Regions from separate parts of the Zea mays genome. Here region 2 is linked to region 1. The links are chromatin contacts, called in public Hi-C maps. All regions are on one chromosome and are shown on one strand. Each heading gives the region's core, a stretch centred on a gene start, on an enhancer-like site or on the middle of the called end of the contact. The rest is flanking DNA. Distances are from core to core; before and after follow the strand shown.

Region 1 (3,261 bases), core at 100-2,599:
ATATAGATATTTAGGACTGTAATTGTACTCGCTAAACTTCACCGTAAAGCAGCTGTACAGGAAATTATAGAATTTTATGGAACACTCTTTTAGGCGTGGAACAGAAACCGAACCTAACTAACTAAAAAGTATAGAATGAAACTGAAAAATATAGAGTGGATAAGTCATAAACGTCTCCTTAGTATAACGTGGCTCGATACAGTGTTTATTCATCAATCTTTTAGTTTTACAAAAAAGTCTATATATACCGCAACTATTTCTAACTATGGTTTACTAATCCTTGTTTGGATCGACCCCATAAAACTAGGCAACGTATCAAGTGCAAACCAATTTTTTGTGCAAATACCATACAAACTAACTAACAAAAGTCACAAAAAATATCAAAAATGTTATGAATGTATTTTATTGCCTACTCTATCATTGTATAAAATTTTAAATTCAAATCCATCATATATTAAAACATGCAAAAAAACAAAATTCTGAGATAATTTTCACTTTTTTGTATCTAAGAATTTTCTCTTTTTTTGTATCTCTTAACATATGATGAATTTGAACTTGAAATTTTATACAGTGGTAGAGTAGGTAATATAGTAGATCTATAATCTTTTGAGAATTTTTTGTAACTTTTGTTAGTTGGTTTGCATGGAGTTTGCACGGAAACTTTGTTTGCACCTGATACGTTGCCATACAACTAATAGGTGTTAGTTCATATTGTAACGAAAATGGACTCCTACCCATTTGTCTAAGTAATTTTGGTGTTTGATGAACAACGTAATCAGTGAACTAATGTTTTGCAGATGTTTATATTTTATAGTTCACAGGATGCGAAGTGTATTGGACTGTAATACCCAAGTTGTAAAGAGAAATAAAGGAGATAATTGTTCCTATGTGATTTGCCTCTAACATTTTGAACATATGAATAACCATATGTAAAAGTGAATAATTCTTTAATAGAACCTAAATAAGCCATACATCATGCTGGAGTCTCTTTGTGTGTGCATTTGGTAATAATAATAATAATAATAATAAAGTTAATAGAAACATATTAGTAGCTCAATTAGAAATTAAAGATCTAATTGGAATTTTGGAATACAAAACAAATAGATAAAATAATATATGAATAAATATATTCCTGCCCTAGGTTTTGAATTTGTACATTTAGCCCAAGGAGTGAAACTCAACCAAATTTGAATTTAAAATTTGAAATTCGAAAATAGGAAGAAGGAAAAACAAAGAAAAAGGAAAAATACTTACCCTACCCGCGCTTGGGCCTATTCCTGAGTTCTCGGCCCACTTATGCCATCATAGCGGTCCACGCGCGCGCCGCGTGCTCTGCGACTGACCGGCGGGCCCACTGGCCAGTGAACCGCGGGCGCTCGGGCGTGACTTCAAACACTGGGAACCAGACCCCACTGTTAGACTCCGTGCCCTCTCCCTCGATCGCTCGCCGTGGAAATCGGGCGCCGCGACCACTTCGCCGCGAAATCCGCGGAACTGGGTAGACTAGACCACCCTTCTGGACCGGGTACAAAGGAAGCCCGGGCCCCTCTTTCCCCCTCCTAGCTTTTAACTTCCCTTACACAATTGAAGCACCAGACCGAGGCATAGGCGAGGGAGTCGGTGGGACTATCCGCGGTGGAATTCACCAGCCGTCACCTGCGCGCGGTCGACGTCGGTGTTTGGAGTTGGGGAACGGCGGGCGCATCACGACACATCGCTCGGTGGTCGATGATTGGGAGGAGGCGGCTCCGTACAGGCGGAATTTCTCACCGTCGCTGGGAAATCTCTGTGGACCGCACAACCACGTGGACAGAGCCGCTATCGTCCCGAATCCGGGGTAAGATCACCTCCATACTCTCTGCCCTACTCTCCTCTACGCGAGTACCCTTCGGATGAGGTCTTGGGGCATTAAATCGCAGTGTCCGCGCTCGGCGGCGAAGCGCCGTCGTGAAGTACAATCCACCGTCGTGTTGGAGGGCAGAAGGTTGAAGATGACGCCGGGCCATCCGATCTGATCGTGCGGCTAGGATTAGATCAACATACCCCCTCGTCCCCAATTAAATGGTGGCTGTCGATCTCGGGATCGGTGGTTCGTGTGTGTGTTGGCGTGGACGGATCTGGGCCATGGATCCCAGATCCAATAGCAGCGGGCGCTTACCGATTCATAGCCGAGTCAATCTAATCTGGCGCGACGGAACCAAATCAGGTGGTGGATACCTTTCCATACCATTTCGGCCGTGACATTTTACAGTCGGGCCCCTAGGGTTAGTAGAAATCAACCCACGGTACACATGTCGTGTAAAGACTCGGAATTCTTATAGAATACCCCCTGCACTCTTCTGATTTAATGTGCGCAGTCCAGGGCAAAAGAAAATCAAAGAAAATGAAATAGAAATTGATTTTTAATGTAAAAGTAATTGTTAGAACTTATTTAATCCCTAGAAAATCCATATTTAGTCCAAATTGATCCATTCCAGTTCCTATAATTTTGTATTAATATTGTCTATAACTTAGTAACATTGTTTTAACATGAAAACTGTATTAAAATTGATCTCTTAATTAATCTTATACCAAACACATAAAACCTTTGGAAATTCATAACTCAAAATCTGTAACTCCGAATTTAGCGATTCTTTTTCCTATGATCTCGTTATGATGTGTAGATTATTATTATGTATTTTGTATACATATTTAGTGTGATGTTAATTTCTTCCTTGTACCATGCTTGTTTGTATTGTGGCGAGTAGAAGAACCAGTGACCGAGGATCCAGGTGTTCAGCAGGTAGAAGTTGCTGAGCAGGAGCTCATTGAAGGCAAGTTATGCCCTTGACCACTTTTATTACCCAATAATGTTCTTTATAATCATTTATTCATGCATAGTCTTAATTTTGATGGGACCCAATAGGTCACCCTAGTCTGGTTATCTTTTCACCTTGTTTACCCCTGAACTATTTGGGTAGTTTTTGCTATTGCTCTTTATGGTTTTGGGATTAATATTACATTATGATAATGTTCCAATTATACTGTTGTTTTATTTATTGTTCATGACAAGATCATTATATTAATTGGGACATGGAGCTTAACTTGAGAAACACGTGCCACCACAAGGATAGAATGGGACGCCCTTGGCTGACTAACTAGGAAAGCTAGTGGAGGACTACCTTACCCGATAGGGGCAAGGGCAGTAGGGGAGTAGGCGTGTAGGGAGGCTCCCGGGTTGATTTTGCTGCGATGGCGGGCAGATGGGGGATTACTGCATTG
Region 2 (2,942 bases), core at 429-2,928, 75 kb after region 1:
GTCAAAAAAATTCAACAACTTATCTAAATAGTTATCTAGATATAACCAATTTTATCCTAGGTTTCTCGCTATCCAAAGATAGAAAACATAAATGGCTCTCTAGAGTGTAACCAAGATATAGAACAATTGTTGGAGATTGAAAAATATTACCCGCTCTCTAGAGTGTATTACCCGCTCTTGAGCAAAGTTGAGAAAAAGATTACCTTGACCTTTATGGTCGGCTAAGGGAGGATTATGGTTGAAAAAGACCCGACCCTTTGTAGGCTACTCAACGAGGAGTAGGGCACAATTACGATGTGCCCAGGATAAATCAAGTATTCTTGTGTTCTTACTTGTTTGAGCACATAGTTCATCTTGTTGTAAGCAATGATTCAAACGTTGCTTTGCGTGTGTGGATTGTGTGGAGTTGCTCCACTCATATTCACTATTTCTATCCCTCTATTATCTCAGCAATTTGTTCGATCTAAGTCGCTCTCATCAATTTCGTTGTTAGATTCAAATTTAGTGTCAACTTTGCAGTTGAACCGGCTTGCAACGATCGAACTGGTTTTATTGCTTAATTTGAAGTTTTAGTTGAAAAATTTAAAGTGTAGCATATTCACCCCTTTAGGCTACATACAAGAAAAAAACTAGTAGACAAAACGACCGCATACATCCTTCAATGGTATAAAGGATTTTTAAAAATAAAAAAAATCATTTTAGTGAAGCTAAAACTGGTCTGTAAGCTAAATACTTTCGCAAACTCTACAACTTTAAAAAAGCTGTCCAACTCTAAAATTCATGAAGCTAAACTCGTTTTTGTAAAGTTGAGTTATAGTGAACATCCACTTAAACATAGTCTTTGTTCCTAAAATAGCTTATCATATACTTTCTTCGTTCCAAAATAAAATTTATTTTAAAATGGAGTGAGTATTGGATAAGTGGGATTGACCATTTGGACGGTGACCAGAACACAAGGAATGGTGGTAGAGTCCCCCATTGACTTTGCTGCCATGCTAAGGATAAGTGGATAACATATGTCAACATCGAGGTTATGGCCCTTCGATCTTAAATCTTTGATGTCCTCTTTAACCGGATGGCTTGACATTTTTTAACTGTAATCAAATATATAAAAATATGAGTATTTATAATATATAATTTATATCAATAGATAGATATGAGAAATATAAATATTGTTAATAGTACAAATTTGAGATCTTTAACTGATAAAAATATTATAAAAATATTATAAAAATATTTATTTTAGAAGATAGTGAATATGTCTTTCTAGCGTCAAATCAGACTAGTGGACCTTTAGCCCGCAGGAAATTTAAGGGCTGCGCCGCATTGATGTGTTGTGAGTAAACCCGCTTTCACTCACGAATTATGGGACACGCACACTGCACACACAACCAGCCCTAGACGTGCCAAATCAGCAGGAAAGGGGATCATCCCGGACTCCCAGTGGCCGGTGCTCCCCACGCGGCGCACCGAGCCAGACGCGATCATGCGACACGAAAAGATAGTCACTGTCTCACTGACGCGTCGGCCCCGGTTCAGGATTCGACTTTTGGTCCGCGCGTCCACAGCCAGACCGGTGACCGGACCGATCCAACGGAACCATCCACCCGGCCGCCCGGTCCCAAAGTTCTCTATAAAACCGCAGCCGAGGCCCCCTTCCTGCGCTGCAAGCCTGCAAGCCCCTTCTCCGCCTTCATTCCCCAAACACCAAAACCCGGCTCCGCGTCTCCGCCGAAGCGGGAGGCGGGCGGGGGCAGGCACCTGTTCGCGCTGCGCGAAATTACACTCCCCCTCCCTCTCTTTTCTCACTCCGATTCCCCACTCGCGATGGCCGCGCCTCGACCCCCGCCGCTGGGGGCCCTGGGAGGCGTTGTCGGTGGCAGCGGTGGCGCCGCCCCCGCCGCCGGGGCGCCCGCCGGAGTCAGCATGCGGATGTTCCACGGCGAGTCGTTCCTTGGCGAGATGGAGGTCTTCCCGATGAAGCGGGACGGCGAGGGGGGCCTCCCTTTCCCGACCAACGAGATCCGCGTCAGCCACTTCTCGCCGGCGAGCGAGAGGTGCCCGCCTCTCGCTATCCTGCAGACCATCGCGCCCTTCTCCGTACGGTGCAAGTTGCAGACCAAGCTTACGCCTCCCAACCCGGGCCTCCAGCGCTTGTATCTCACTTGTTTCAACGAGTTCAAGGTTTGTCCCCAATTTTTGTGAACAACCGCGAATATGTGGTTTCGTCTTCACATGCCTGTAGACTGTAGTTTCTATGCACATTTGAAATAGAAGGAACGCACGCATTTCAATTTGAGCTTCAACTCTTAGGAATTTCTATTCACTGTATTTGTAATTCGTCGAAGAAGTATCAGGAGTTGAAGCATTTGCACATTTCATTCTGGGTCCATCTTAGGTGTTTTGGCTTGATGCGAGTATGTCATTCCCATGTCCATTTCAAATTGAAGCGGAAAACGTAACTACTGAGGTGGACAGGTGGTACTTGTACATCGTGAAACAAGTTTCATAGACTGAAGCATTTTGCGTATTTCATTTTGGGCTTTCATGGGTTGTGACTTGTGAGTTCCATATAGTTAGATTCAGGGATTGTTTCTCTTAATACAACTTTACACAGAACATTAAGATTTGTATAACACTTCCTCTCATTTGGCTGTGTAGAGTGCTGTGGTAGTAGTTGGGGATGAGGAGCTGCACCTGGTGGCAATGCCGACCAAATCAGGGAAGGTGCCATGCTTTTGGTGCTGCTCAGCACGCTCGGGGCTCTATGCAGCGTCCGTTGGCATGCTCAACTTGCGCTGTCTTGCCATTGTGTTTGATCTTGATGAGACCCTTATTGTTGCTAACACAATGAAGTCCTTCGAGGATCGGATCGAGATGCTCTCCCGCAGAATGGATGTCGAAGATGATCCTATCAGAATAGCAGGGATGTCTGCAGAAAT

Evidence for each region. A called contact is a pair of places that touch in the nucleus more often than the background predicts.
Region 2: a contact with region 1 is called in a Hi-C map of bundle sheath, with 2.5 times the contacts expected there. The contact joins the promoter of LOC100382420 here to the enhancer-like site in region 1. A contact is called at or near these places in 8 of 25 Hi-C or Micro-C datasets (bundle sheath, ear, endosperm and 3 more).

What each region holds. Positions count from the first base shown.
Region 1 is chr3:182,591,107-182,594,367 of Zm-B73-REFERENCE-NAM-5.0, forward strand. LOC118476730 (a long non-coding RNA gene) reads left to right here. Exons shown (of 6, transcript XR_004857309.1): 5 at 1-1,837; 6 at 2,748-2,817. Among protein-coding and RNA genes, the nearest start is that of LOC118476730, 6.7 kb to the left of the region's middle. Within about 2 kb of position 1,350, at least 17 of the 20 cell types and tissues checked have an H3K27ac peak or open chromatin away from gene starts, as enhancers often do. A contact at or near this core is called in bundle sheath, ear, leaf and 2 more, where this site is marked.
Region 2 is chr3:182,665,521-182,668,462 of Zm-B73-REFERENCE-NAM-5.0, forward strand. It overlaps LOC100382420 (RNA polymerase II C-terminal domain phosphatase-like 2), which reads left to right and starts at 1,679. Exons shown (of 11, transcript NM_001175163.1): 1 at 1,679-2,184; 2 at 2,662-2,942. The coding sequence starts at 1,828.